3 separate regions of the Mus musculus genome follow, and regions 2 and 3 are each linked to region 1. Evidence: chromatin contacts called from public promoter capture Hi-C data. All regions are on one chromosome and are shown on one strand. Each heading gives the region's core, a stretch centred on a gene start, on an enhancer-like site or on the middle of the called end of the contact. The rest is flanking DNA. Distances are from core to core; before and after follow the strand shown.

The links. Promoter capture Hi-C pulls out the DNA fragments that hold promoters and counts their contacts.
Region 2: a promoter capture Hi-C map of liver shows a contact between it and region 1, with 4 times the contacts expected there. The contact joins the promoter of Piezo1 here to the promoter of 1190005I06Rik in region 1. A contact is called at or near these places in 2 of 39 promoter capture datasets (hippocampal neurons and liver).
Region 3: a contact with region 1 is called in a promoter capture Hi-C map of liver, with 4 times the contacts expected there. The contact joins the promoter of Zcchc14 here to the promoter of 1190005I06Rik in region 1. A contact is called at or near these places in 6 of 39 promoter capture datasets (the C10 cell line, embryonic stem cells, frontonasal cranial neural crest and 3 more) and 1 of 115 datasets of contacts at active chromatin or transcription factors (pancreatic cancer cells).

Annotation. Positions count from the first base shown.
Region 1 is chr8:120,632,410-120,636,385 of GRCm38.p6, forward strand. It overlaps 1190005I06Rik (RIKEN cDNA 1190005I06 gene), which reads right to left and starts at 1,981. Exons shown (of 4, transcript NM_197988.3): 1 at 1,859-1,981. The coding sequence starts at 1,945. All of the region lies in intron 1 of Gm27021 (predicted gene, 27021), which reads right to left. Gm33075 (predicted gene, 33075) reads left to right here. Exons shown (of 2, transcript NR_168723.1): 2 at 1-62.
Region 2 is chr8:122,549,293-122,553,268 of GRCm38.p6, forward strand. Piezo1 (piezo-type mechanosensitive ion channel component 1) reads right to left here and starts at 2,037. Exons shown (of 51, transcript NM_001357349.1): 1 at 1,683-2,037. The coding sequence starts at 1,746.
Region 3 is chr8:121,650,220-121,654,195 of GRCm38.p6, forward strand. Zcchc14 (zinc finger, CCHC domain containing 14) reads right to left here and starts at 1,714. Exons shown (of 13, transcript NM_080855.2): 1 at 1,506-1,714. The coding sequence starts at 1,682.

The DNA.
Region 1 (3,976 bases), core at 731-3,230:
TTGCCGCTTACATTCCATTAAAAACATCTGCTAAACAATAAAGCCCGCAGCTTAACAAAGTATAACAGCGCAACAAAGTGTCCATATGTTTTCTATAACAGTGAGGCTTGAACTTGGGATGGTGTGAGGAGAAGCTGGATCGGTCAGTGGTTAAGAGCACTTATTTCTCTTCCAGAGGACCAGGATTCTGTTCCCAGCACCCCATGGTGGCTCACAACCACCTGTAACTCCATCTCCATGGGCTCCAAGGCCCTTAAAGGGCACCAGGCATGTGCAGGGGGCAGACATACATGCCAGCAAAGCAATCATACACATAAAATGAAATTAAACAGTTTTCTTTTTCTGAATGATTGAGCCCAGGGACAGGGGTAAGGATTCTGTGACTTTGGTGGCTATTAGCGGGAGACCATGGCTGTGTGGGGCCTGGGAGATTGACACGCAAAGTGGATTTCTCTTGAGTGGGCTATCACCTATTAGTCTCTATGGTGGGCTTATTTCCCATGATTTTACAGGCCTGGCCTAGCTTCCCCTCCTAACCCCCAAGATGAGAGCCATTTCCTGCTGCCTTAGGGCTAACACCTGGACTTATCACCCTTCCTGCCTCAGTTTCCCGCCTCTAAAATGGGGACAAGAGGCAACTTTGGTTAGAGGGTTGTGTGAGTGTGAAGACAGCCAGCTCAGGAGCAGGTCTGGCACAGGCCAACTGCTGGCTAAGCACTCACATCTCCGCGTCCTCAGCCCAGGAGGACGAGTTGCTTTGTAAGTGACCTACACCTCCCTAGGGGACGCACACTCCGGCCTGGTGTGTGCCCACCAGCTGAGGCCTTCCAGGGACAGATTAGACACAGCTTTCCACGGCCTTGGGGCTGGTGGAGGGATTAAGTCTTTCCATAAATATACAGCCTTTCTCCTGTGCAGAGGACCCGGACCTGAGGGAGGGGGGACCACGAAGGGGACCAAGCTACATTGTGTCCTGACTAGGAAAGGGATCTGGATAGGCAAGAGGTGCTTTCAGCTGCTAGCACAACCAGAGAGGTGTCTCAGGCTGGAGAGAGACATCAGAATCTGCCACACAGGAGAAGCCGTCTGGGACTCAGTTTCCTTGTCTGTAAAACAGGGCGTGTTCTAACATTTCTCTACTCTCTCGGGAACGACTCCTACATTGCGCTGCACCGTTCTCTTGGCAAAGGCCAGAAGTCCTTCCTGCCCTCAGAGTCCCCAAGGGGAGCTGCGGGTCCTCTTTTTAATAAGCGCCCTCCCCAGATCTGCCAGGGCCAGCCCTGCCAAGAGAAGTGCCTGCTTCGAGCGGGTCGCCCTTTGCGGTCGCGAAGCTGCTTTGATGTACTGGGCGCCCCTAAGCGAGGCAGCTCATCAATAATACATTGGAAACACTTGGTGGAGGGAAGCGGTTCCTCCCGAGGCCTCCTGCCCCCACCTTGCCCGACTGCTCGGCAACCTGACAACCCAGCCGGGTGCAAAGAGGGGCCTGAGGCTGCCACGCGCGGGACACGCCCCCGCCCGATGTCAGACACGCGGCCAGAGGAGGCCGAGCTGATCAGCGAAGTCTGCAGGAAGTTGTGGGACGCCAGGGTCCAAAGGGTCCCCCATCACTCTGGAGTCCCCACCACCTTGGGGTCTCCACAGGCCACCCCTCCCCCGTCTCCACCCCACCCCATGCTCCCTACCCTCCCGGGTTCCCCAACCCGGGTCTCCACCGTCTCGGATTCCCCACCTCGGGGTCCCCTTGGTCCCAGATCTCCACGATCCTGGGGTCCCTCGTCCTGGGTCCCTATCCCAGGTCGCCAAAACCCAGGTCCCGGTGCGTCCGCCGTGGCGCGCACGGCGCGCGCACACTCACCGCTTCCTGGGGCGCGCTGGGCGCGGACGCTGGCGGCCGTGAGGGACACCAGGCGACGCGCTTGCAGCCGTGGGCCGCGGGGGTCATGGCCCGGCCTGCTCTGCCTGCAGCCGCGCTTGCCTCGGCCCCCGCCCGGCACCTGGAGGGCGGCGCCGCCCGGGCCGCTCCGCCCCGCAGCCCGCCCAGGGCTCAGCCACAACCCCTGCCGCCGCGCCTCCCTGCCCGCCTCCCCCACCGCAGCCGCGCTCCCGGCACCGGGCAAAGTTTGGGCATCGGCCGGCTGTCCCCGGTTCTGTGGAAGGAAATGGGGAGCCCGGCTCCGCCTCCTGTGCAGAGACGCAGAGGTAACGCCCCCGGCTCGTCGCTGCAGTTGGGAGGTTCAGGTGGCATTGTGACTCCCGGGCTTCCCCGCTGCTGGGTTCTGGCATTTTGACTGGCCACGTGCCCCCGCCTGTCACAGCTGGCAGAGGACCTGAGGGTGAAGACTCAGAGGCCTCGGGCTGCCGCCTCCCCACTCCCTATATCATGATTACTTTTGTATTATTTGAGATAGGGCCTCTTGTAGCCCACACAAGGCTGCCCTTGAACCCCTGATCCTCTGACCTCTATCTCCTAAGTGCTAGGATTACAAGCTTGGGGCCAATGCCTAGCCACCTTTATTTTTATGTTTTTGATGTCATGGCTTCCCCGTACCCCTCCTCCATACATCCAGCAAGTATCCACCACTGAGCCATACACCCACACCCTTTCAATACCCAGGTGTGGCTTCCAGCCCTGTCTCTTTTTCTTTTCTTTTCTTTTCTTTTTTTGGTTTTTCGAGACAGAGTTTCTCTGTATAGCCCTGGCTGTCCTGGAACTCACTTTGAAGACCAGGCTGGCTTCGAACTCAGAAATCTGCCTGCCTCTGCCTCCCGAGTGCTGGCCAGCCCTGTATCTTAATGGTTCTCTCATGGGACCCTCCTCAATGCCCCACGCACCTGCCTAGATCAATTCTTTGTCGCAAGTCTGTAGCGTGTGGCCACTCTACCAGCCTCAGGTCTCCGTACCCCCGGGCTGTGTATGTTTCTAATGACTATAAGGGGAAACTGAGTCCAGGGCAGGAAAGTGGAATTCCTGCGGTGGATACACAGGTACGATCCTACTATGAACCATCACTAAAGAAAAATGCAGTGACATTTCAGACCCTGGCTTTGTTAAGGCCACAGGGATAGGAGATGGATCAAATATTCTTCAGAATTCCAGCAGAAGTGGGTAGGATAGCCCATGTCCCACCTTCCCCAGGCAACATGGGGCCTGCCCTGGCTTGAGCCCCCAGGTCCTCGTGTGAAGTGGGCATTCCTGGGCCAGCACTTTGTGCCTGCCTGCCATGTCTGTCTCCAGGCATGAACCAGGATGGGCGGAAGTGTTTAGGAGCTGGAGCAGGGCGTTTGCTGTGGTCTCCAGCTTCACAACACAGCATGTTACATCACCTCCCCCAGCCGTGCCCCTTCTCTGGAACACAGAACAGATGCTTCCCATACATGTGTACACATATTTGATTAAAATTTTCCTCCCCTTAATTCCTAGTTTTCCTTAGGGGTTCCCTGGAACCTTCCAAAGGCTGATGACATGGCCTTTTTTTTTTTTTTTTAAAGATTTTATTTATTATATGTAGGTACATTGCAGCTGTCTTTAAGACACCAGAAGAGGGTGTCATATCTCACTCATGGTTGTGAGCCACCATGTGGTTGCTGGGATTTGAACCCAGGACCTCTGGAAGAGCAGTCAGTGTGGCTCAGCACTCAGCTGAGCCATCTCACCAGCCCTACATGGCCTTTTAACTGATCATTTCCTCCCATGAATCCCAACAGACTACTTCCTGAGCTGCCAATGGCCCTATGTCCAGATTCTGCCCTCTGGAGCAAAGGGGCAAGGTTGTCTCCTCTCATGGTGATTAAGGAGGTATGGGAGCCCTAGGAGATAGCAGCCAGAGTCTTTGAATTCCTCTTCTGGATGGCGAAGGACCTGGGCTAGCCAAATGCCGGTGCTGGTGGATGTCAGCCTGCCCCAGAAGTTGGGTTTGTTCTTTGTCACTAGTACTGATCTAATGCCAACACGGCAAGGGGCCTCAATGTCCCC
Region 2 (3,976 bases), core at 787-3,286, 1.9 Mb after region 1:
ACACACAGGCTGGGTGGGAACCCCCAAAGCTGGCAAAGCCTCCTTCACATCCTAACCAGACTCAGTCTGGAAGCTTCCTCTGACACCCACATACTACAGCTGAAAAGCCAGGGGACCTCAGAGCCCAGACTGATCCTTGGAGGGTAAGGATAAATTCTAGCTAGTAGCACTGCTGTCCACGAGCTAAGAAATGATTTTGCATTTTTTTTTAACTGCTGGAAAAAAATATCAGAGTATTTCATGATGTGAAAGCATTCACCATCTGGCCTGTCAGAGAAAAGTCTGCCGGTTTTGTTTAAGCACGGCCCTTGTCTGTGAAAGAGGACCTCTTCCATGAAGATGGAGAAGCCTTTCTCTGCACACAACAGGACCACCTCTTCCCTGCCCTGCCCTCCTTGTTCCCAAGTGTTGACAGTCAGTGAAGGAGCCTGAGAAGCAGCTCTTGTTGAATCTTTAAGAAGGGTACCCGTCTTCTACATTCTCATCCACCCATTCTGCTTATATTTACAGTCTGACCGTCTACAGGCCAGCGAGGAAAAGAAGCCACAAATGTGGGCCCTAGACCTTGGCTCTCCTAAGTCCGGGCTGAGCTGAGGACAGTATCCGCTGGCCCCTCCTTTCAGAGCTCAATGGTTTTCATTGATTCCTGCCTTGAAAAATCCCCCCCACCCCCCCACCCCGGTCTCACCACATTTTGGTCCTACAAATCAAAACTTGGCCTGTGTGGAAGTCATTGCCCGGGTTGCCTGACACCCCCCGGAGCCTGTTCCTGAAACAGGGTGCACAAGCAGTGTCCGTGGAGAGATGGAGGGAATCACGCACAACCCCCCCACCTCCAACAGATGGACTTCCACGAGGCAGACCAACTTTCACAGTGGGTACACTGACTCTCTGTGGGCTAATTTAATCAGACCCCGAGGAAGGTCACATGTGGAGGGGTGCTGACTGCTTCAGGAGGTGTAAGGGGGTGAGCAGCTGGGCAAGGTGCCCTGGGTGAGGCTGGGAGGGCGGCAATGGAGCCCAGCACCTATGACACCAAAAGAGAGAAGCTCTTTGCAAGAAAGGGACGTATGCCAAGGTAGGGGATCTCCAGTTCTGACATCAGGCAGAGCCTCCTGGGGCGCCCTGTGCCCCAGTCCCTCTGGAAGGTAACCAAGTAGGGCACAAGGAAGACAGGAGCTTAGCATTGGACAGACAACCTCGGAACTGAGACTAAGAACTGCGCCTAGGGCTGGAACATTAGTTCTGGTAGGAAATTTCTGACTTGAAAAGCTCCAGGCAGAACGCCACCTTCTCCCAGATTGGTCAGGAAGTCATGATGCAAGTTTGATTTTTTTCTTTCTTTCTTTCTTTTTTCTTAACTACGAAAGAGAATAGAAAGTCGCGCTCCCCTCACAGCTCAGACACTAACAGCCCCTTGCCCGGGCCTCTCCTCCCAGCCCGCGTGGAGACGCCCAGCGCTATCTGGGGCTCTCGCGGACCCGCGCCTCGCCGTTGCCTGCCGTGCTTTCCACTCGGTGCCCGGGCCGGGCCCGCCGAGGCCGCCAGCGCGCTCACGCCTCTGGAATGCGAGCGCCCTGGGCCGCGAGTCCCGCGGAATCTCCTCGCCTATGCTCGCCCGCCGGGGCGGCGCGGCGCAGGGGGACGCGGACGCAGCCTTCCCGCCCGCGCCCTCCACTCACCCGCCAGGAGCGTGCAGGGCAGCAACAGCCAGTAGAGCCCGGCGCCCAGCACGTGCGGCTCCATGCCCCGCGGCCGGGGGACCGCCCGGGGTCGCGCCGCCGTGGCTAAAGGGAGGTGCGAGGGCCGGAGGAACCGCGCGCCATGGCACTCTGGGCGGGTCTCCGCACGTGCGGCGCGCGGCTGCTGTGACCTCCCGCCGGCCTCGATCTCGGGTCGCCGGCCGGCCCGGCCGCGCCCTCTGGTTCCCGACGGCCGGATCCCGCGCACGCTGGGTTGTCAGCCCGCCCGGCTCGGAACTCACGGCGGCTCGTGGAGGCCGAGCTGGGCCGGACGGCGACGCGGCGGCTCTCTCCCTGCTCCCGCCTGCGGGCCTTTATAAGCTCGGCCCCCGCCCTCCCTGGAGTGCCCGCCTCCGCGCTTCCCCCGACGGCCAGGCGCGCCCAGGCACCCCCTCGCTGCCCAGCGCAGTCTGCTCGAGCGCCGGCCCTACTAGCCTGGCTGGTGCCGGTGACCCGGAGACCTCGACCCGCGCGCCCCCCAAACCCTCCTTCAGCCCAGCGCAGTTACTCGCACTGTGCCCGTGGGGCGCTTCTCCCTGGGGCTCCGGGGCCTGGGACCCGGGGTGGGGGCAATACAAGAAGACTCCCAAAGACCTGACCCACTTAGTACCCACGCGCAACTGCGCCCCTCGTGGTTGGAGCAACTTTCGCTTTGTTCCCCAAGCCGTGATGGCGCAGCGCCCTCTGGGGGCTGTCAGAGTCCCTAACTGTGGCACTGGCGGCCACGCTGGCTAGGCCTTGGTGGTTGGGGTGGAGAGACACCTTACTGCTGTGGCATCAGACAGCTGCATCCCACTGTGGTCTGCGTTGGGGCTTTGGGACTGCTTCCAGTCACACCTGCCCCCACTGTGTGGCTTGGCTTTAGTCAGTGTGCTACAGACAGTAGCAAAAGCTGACAGAGCACCTGCTGTCCCATTGGTGGCCAGACAAGGTCTGAGTCCGGCACGTGCCCGGTACCTCACCCAAGCCGCCTTGGTTTGGCTCAGTCTTCCGTATTAAGGTGGATAGGAAAGACGAAATGAAAAGGGGTCAAGAACGGCACAGTTGGACCAAGTTCAGGATGCACTGGGAAATGAGTAGCATTAGGGGCAGAGGCTTAACCGGGAGCGGTGATGATGTGACCCTTTTGAGCCTCAAGGCACCAGCAGGCTAAAGTCAATCACACTTCAGAACCTTCAATTTTCCAGAACCACCAGAAATGCAGGCTTTCCCTGGACATATAGTATTTAAACTGCCTAGCTTGGTCTCCAAGACTCACCTCTAGTCTGACTCTGAAGGGGTGCTGCTAAGACACGGGAAGGTTCAGAAATTCATTCAGACCTGCTCCTTGAGCAGCAGTTCTCAACCTGTGGGTCGTGACAGCTATGGGCCTTGAACGACCCTTTCATAGGGGTTGCATAATAGATATCCTACATAACAGCTATTTACATTATGATTCATAAGAGTAGCAAAATTATAGGCCGGGCGTGGCCTTTAATCCCAGCCCTCGGGAGGCAGAGGCAGGCAGATTTCTGAGTTCGAGGCCAGCCTGGTCTACAAAGTGAGTTCCAGGACAGCCAGGGCTACACAGAGAAACCCTGTCTCAAAAAAAAAAAAAAAAAAAAAAAAGAAGTAGCAAAATTATAGTTATAGCAACAAAATAATTTTATGGTCAAGGGTCACCACAACATGAAGTGTCTTAAGGAATATTAATTAATTAATTATTAATTAATAATAAATAAAAATAATTAATAATAAATAAATAAGCAATATTAGAAATTAATTAAGCAATATTAGGAAGGTTGAGAACCACTGTCCCAAAGGAACTGAAATGTTTATGTCTCACAACCATTGAAGTAGTTGTAGGGTAAAAACAGAAAGGAACAAACAGGGGAACTCTCAAAAAAACTAAACTGTATCCTACAGTGTTGTAGCAGTTTAAAGAGCATCTGAAGACTCCCTGAATTGTGGGAGCAGCTTCTAAGATACAATGTTACCATTGAAAAACTGGCGCCACCCTTGCCCGCCACAGCAAGTATGCAGTCTTGGCATGCAAGCAAGCCTCCTTCCTTTTGATATCCTGGTCAGTCACACACAAGCATTACCTAGGTCAAAAAAAACTCACAAAACAGACCAGGACAGTGGTGGCACACGCCTTTAATCCCAGCACTTGGGAGGCAGAGACAGGTGGATTTCTGAGTTCGAGGCCAGCCTGGTCTACAAAGTGAGTTCCAGGGCAGCCAAGACTATATAGA
Region 3 (3,976 bases), core at 464-2,963, 1.0 Mb after region 1:
AGGGCTGGCTGCAGTGGGGTGGGGCTCAGTGGCCAAGCACCTGCCTGGCATGCACAAGCTCCAGGCTCCATCCCTAGTACTGTGTGGGTGGGAGAGGACCCAAGACATTTGTTCTAGACACTTCTACTCTGAATTCACTGCCCTGTTAAAAACCAGTCCCCATCTCCTACAGAGCAACCCGGACCTGATGCGTCTGAGCTTCACTCACACAGGGGTCTGGCAGCCCAGGTTGGGAGACAGCAAGCTCCTGCTCGTGGATGAAACTAACCGCAGCTGAGGAGACCACAGAGAGGTGACAGCTGGCTGGCCTGAAGAACTTAACTTTCCTTGGGCCCTGCCTTTCTTGTTGACAGTTGCCTCGCATGCAAGAGGGAAGTGAGGTGGCAAAGTGTATGTATGTAAGAAAAAAGAAGAAGAAAAACCCAAAAAGCTAACCGAAGTCTCAGAGGCAAACGTCAGTGAAAAGATAAGACGCCACAGAAACCCATTCAGGAACCACAACCACTTCTTAGAGGAAGACATTAAAAAGAAGCCACAACTCAAGGTTCAAAGAGAGCTGAAAGAAAAACCGACGGAAGCCCCGACGACCTCACCTTGTTCACCTTGGACAGGGGAAGCTGAGTTAAGAGTTTAAACTTCAAAAGGCTCAGACTGTGGAGCAGCTGGGCAGGAGGCCCGGATGTGGCCTCTGACTACCAAGGACATGGTGTGGGACCTCAATGGCCCTTGGCACTGGTGAGCCTTTCTCTCACAAGAAACCTGGGTTCTTGGCTCCAGGGCTGCTGCCGGCCTCCAAAGGCCCAAATGCACACCGACTCCATCATCCACAACTCCGGGCTGCAGCTGAGAGGGATGGATACTAAAGAAATGAACTCCATCTGCTAGTCACCATGGCCCCCAACCACCCAGCCTTCAGCTTCCACGAGAACCACGTGCTTTACCAGTCCTCAAACATTCGGGCCACAGCTGGCATTTCTGAGTGGACAGTCAAGCTGCCCTTCCTGCCCAGCAAGCTGACATTATCATCCTAAGACCAGATCCCACCTCAGTGAGCTTGGGTTCTCCCCGATGGTGGATCACCACTGACAGCATACCCGCAGACCCGCTGAGGCTGCAAAGCCCCTGTCAAGAGCCAGGCTCTCCAGACAGACACGCTTAGCAGCGTGCACAACCCCCACGATCGCACACGCAGACACGGGTTCCTGTACATCGTACCCCTGCCATGCACGCCCGGGGACACCTGACCCAGACAGGCAGGTGGCAGGGCCCACCTGCGCCCAGGTTCCAGGTCGGTGCAAGTGGACATATCGTTGAGTGTTATGTCACCTAAGAACCGGGATTGACAGGACAAAGGCCTTCTCGTGTCCCCAGCCTGGGCCGTGACACCGAACACACAAAGGGGGCCGCGCGCTGACGCAGGCCTCCGGGTCCCTTAGTAGGTCATCTCCAGGCTGGCCGGTAAAGGACCCCAGCCGCGCTGCCCCACCGCGCGCGCTTGCGCTCACCTTGTGGCAAGCCGAGCAGGTGGGCAGCGCGCCGCTGGGCCCGGGCGCGCTCTTGCCACCGCCACCACCGCCGCCGCCGCCGCCACCGCCGCTGTTCAGGCTGCTCTGGATCTGTGTGAGCTCCTGGCGCAGCACCTGCTTCTGGTGGAAGCTGAAGGCCGGGTGGTTAGAGGCCATGGTGAAGAGCAGGAGGAACTCATCGCCCGTGCGACCCTCGTTGAGCTGCAGCCCGTAGTTGTGGATGATGGAGTCGGTGTGCGTGAGCGTGCGGTACAAGACGCCCGCCGCCTCGCGCTGCTCCGAGCCCAGCAGGGCCAGCGACACCAGCAGCTTGCTGCGCACCACCTCGTCCGTCAGGTTGGTGAGGCTGCCCAGGTCGGCCGGGTTGTTGGCCTTGATCTCCGAGTCGCGCAGCGAATGGTAGTCCTTGCGTGCCAAGTCCTCCAGGCACGAGCCGAGGAAGCGCAACTCGAGCGGGATGCACAGGTCCAGCAGGCCGCACAGGAACTCCACACGCTGCGGCGACGGCAGTTCAGAGAACCAGCGGTACACGCCGTCCCTCTGCAACGGGCAACGCTTCTCCACCATGCTGCCGCCCGCGCCGCGCCCGCCGCCGCCGCCGCCGCCGCCGCCGGGCCCGGGAGCAGCGCGCGGGCGGCCGGGGGGCGCGCAGGGCCGCGGCCGGGCGCCGGGCGAGGCCGCGCGCGCGCGAACGGGGCGCGGGCCGGGCGCGCGCGGGCCGGGGGAGCCGCCCGCCAGGGGCCCCGCGGCGGCCGGAGCCGGGGCCGCGGCCCGGGCGGCCGGGGACGGCGAGCGGCCTCGGGGCCGCCGCTCACGGGGAGGCGCCCTGCCCGCGCCCGTCCCCAGCGGCGGCCGGTGCGCGGCAGCGGCGGCGGCCGCTCCTCGTCGTCGTCGTCGTCGCCCGGGAGGCGGCCGCCCCCATCTCCCCGCGCGCCGCAGGGTCTGTCAGTGCGGGCCGCCCCCCGACGGAGCCGCCCCGGCCATGCCGCCTCCTGTGCTTGCGCCCAGGCCGGCCGTTACCCGCTGCGAGGCTGGGCGCGGCGCCCGGACGGGCCTGGCGCGGCGGAGGGATCCAGCGGGACCCGCGGACGGATCGCGGCCCGGGCCGTCGGAGCTGAGCAGAGCGCGCTCGCGAGCACGGGCAGCCGCGGCCAGCGGAGTGGGCGGGGTGGCCGCCTCTCGCGACAGCCCGGGCTGTCCGAGCCCGCCCCCCCACGCCAATTGGCCAGGCCGCCTGTCCTGCGCGACGGCTCGTTTCGGCAGCTCCGTAGGATTGGTCGAAGTCTAGGCGCCGCCTCAGAGATGGACTGTCGATCACGTCGGGTCCGCCTGTGCCCGCCCCCTGCGGACCGGCGCTAGGGGATTGGTCGGTGGGAATCGGCGTGGTGGAAAACTCGGGATGGAATTTTAGGCGCTTTTGTTCCCTCAGATTAGCCCGGAGCCTTGTTTTTTGGGCAAAGCCGGGCGTTGGGCCTCGGTGCTTTATTCATGAACGTGACGGCAAGGAGGCGGCGATGGGCCCAGAAGCACCACCGGCTCCGGACTTCCCTCTGATCTGCCCACCCGAGCTGTGTGACCTTGGGCGAATCGTGATTTCTCTCCGAGCCCCTTGCGCCTCCCGGGGAAGATGCGGGTAATAATACCCTCCCGGGGGGCTGCTGAGAGCTCACAGTGGGCGAGCACCTGCGTTTTTGAGGTGGCGGGACCGCCTAGGGCGAGGATGATGGGAGGAGCAAGCCTTCTTCCCTCCCCCACCCCAAGATCTACTTGCCAGGTCTGTCAGCTCGTTCTGTCAGCGGGCATCTCGGGCCCTGGAACCGAGAAAATGCAAACCCGCGGGCAGAGGCAGGGCTAAAGGACTGCCACCACCCTGGCTTTTGCTTGGCACCGGGATGCAATTGGGGGAAGGACAGGCGGGCCTCCTATCCCCTTCCAGTGCTTCGGATACAGGGCCCGCCTTGGGCAGACGGAGAAACTGAGGCCTGGGACAAGACGCCCCGCTCCCATTCCTAGATGGAGTCTTCTGACATCCTGGGGGTATAGGCCGATGTCCCTGGGCATCGAGTGTTGAGACCTGGACTAAGCTGAGCTCCCCTGCAGAGCCTGCAGCCAGGCCTTTGGAACTAGTAAATAGATCCTTCCAGTCTGGTCCAAGGTGCTGAAAACTCTCTCGGCGGCAGAACATTCCCGGCCTTGGAGCTCCCACCTTGAGCGGACGGTGCCTGCCAAGAGCTGGGAAACTGTTCCCTTGGCCCTGCCCACCTTCTTGAGCGCATTTCTCTGGCTACCCCAGTGTACTGGGAGGTTTGGAGGAGATAGTCCATTAGGCACCCCTACCCCCTTTTCCCAGGGCAGGCTACTGAATGAATCCTAATTCTCTGCAGTTTGGGGGAAGACATCCATTCCTAAATCTAAGAGCCAGGAAGCAAGGAAGACTGACCTGAAACACA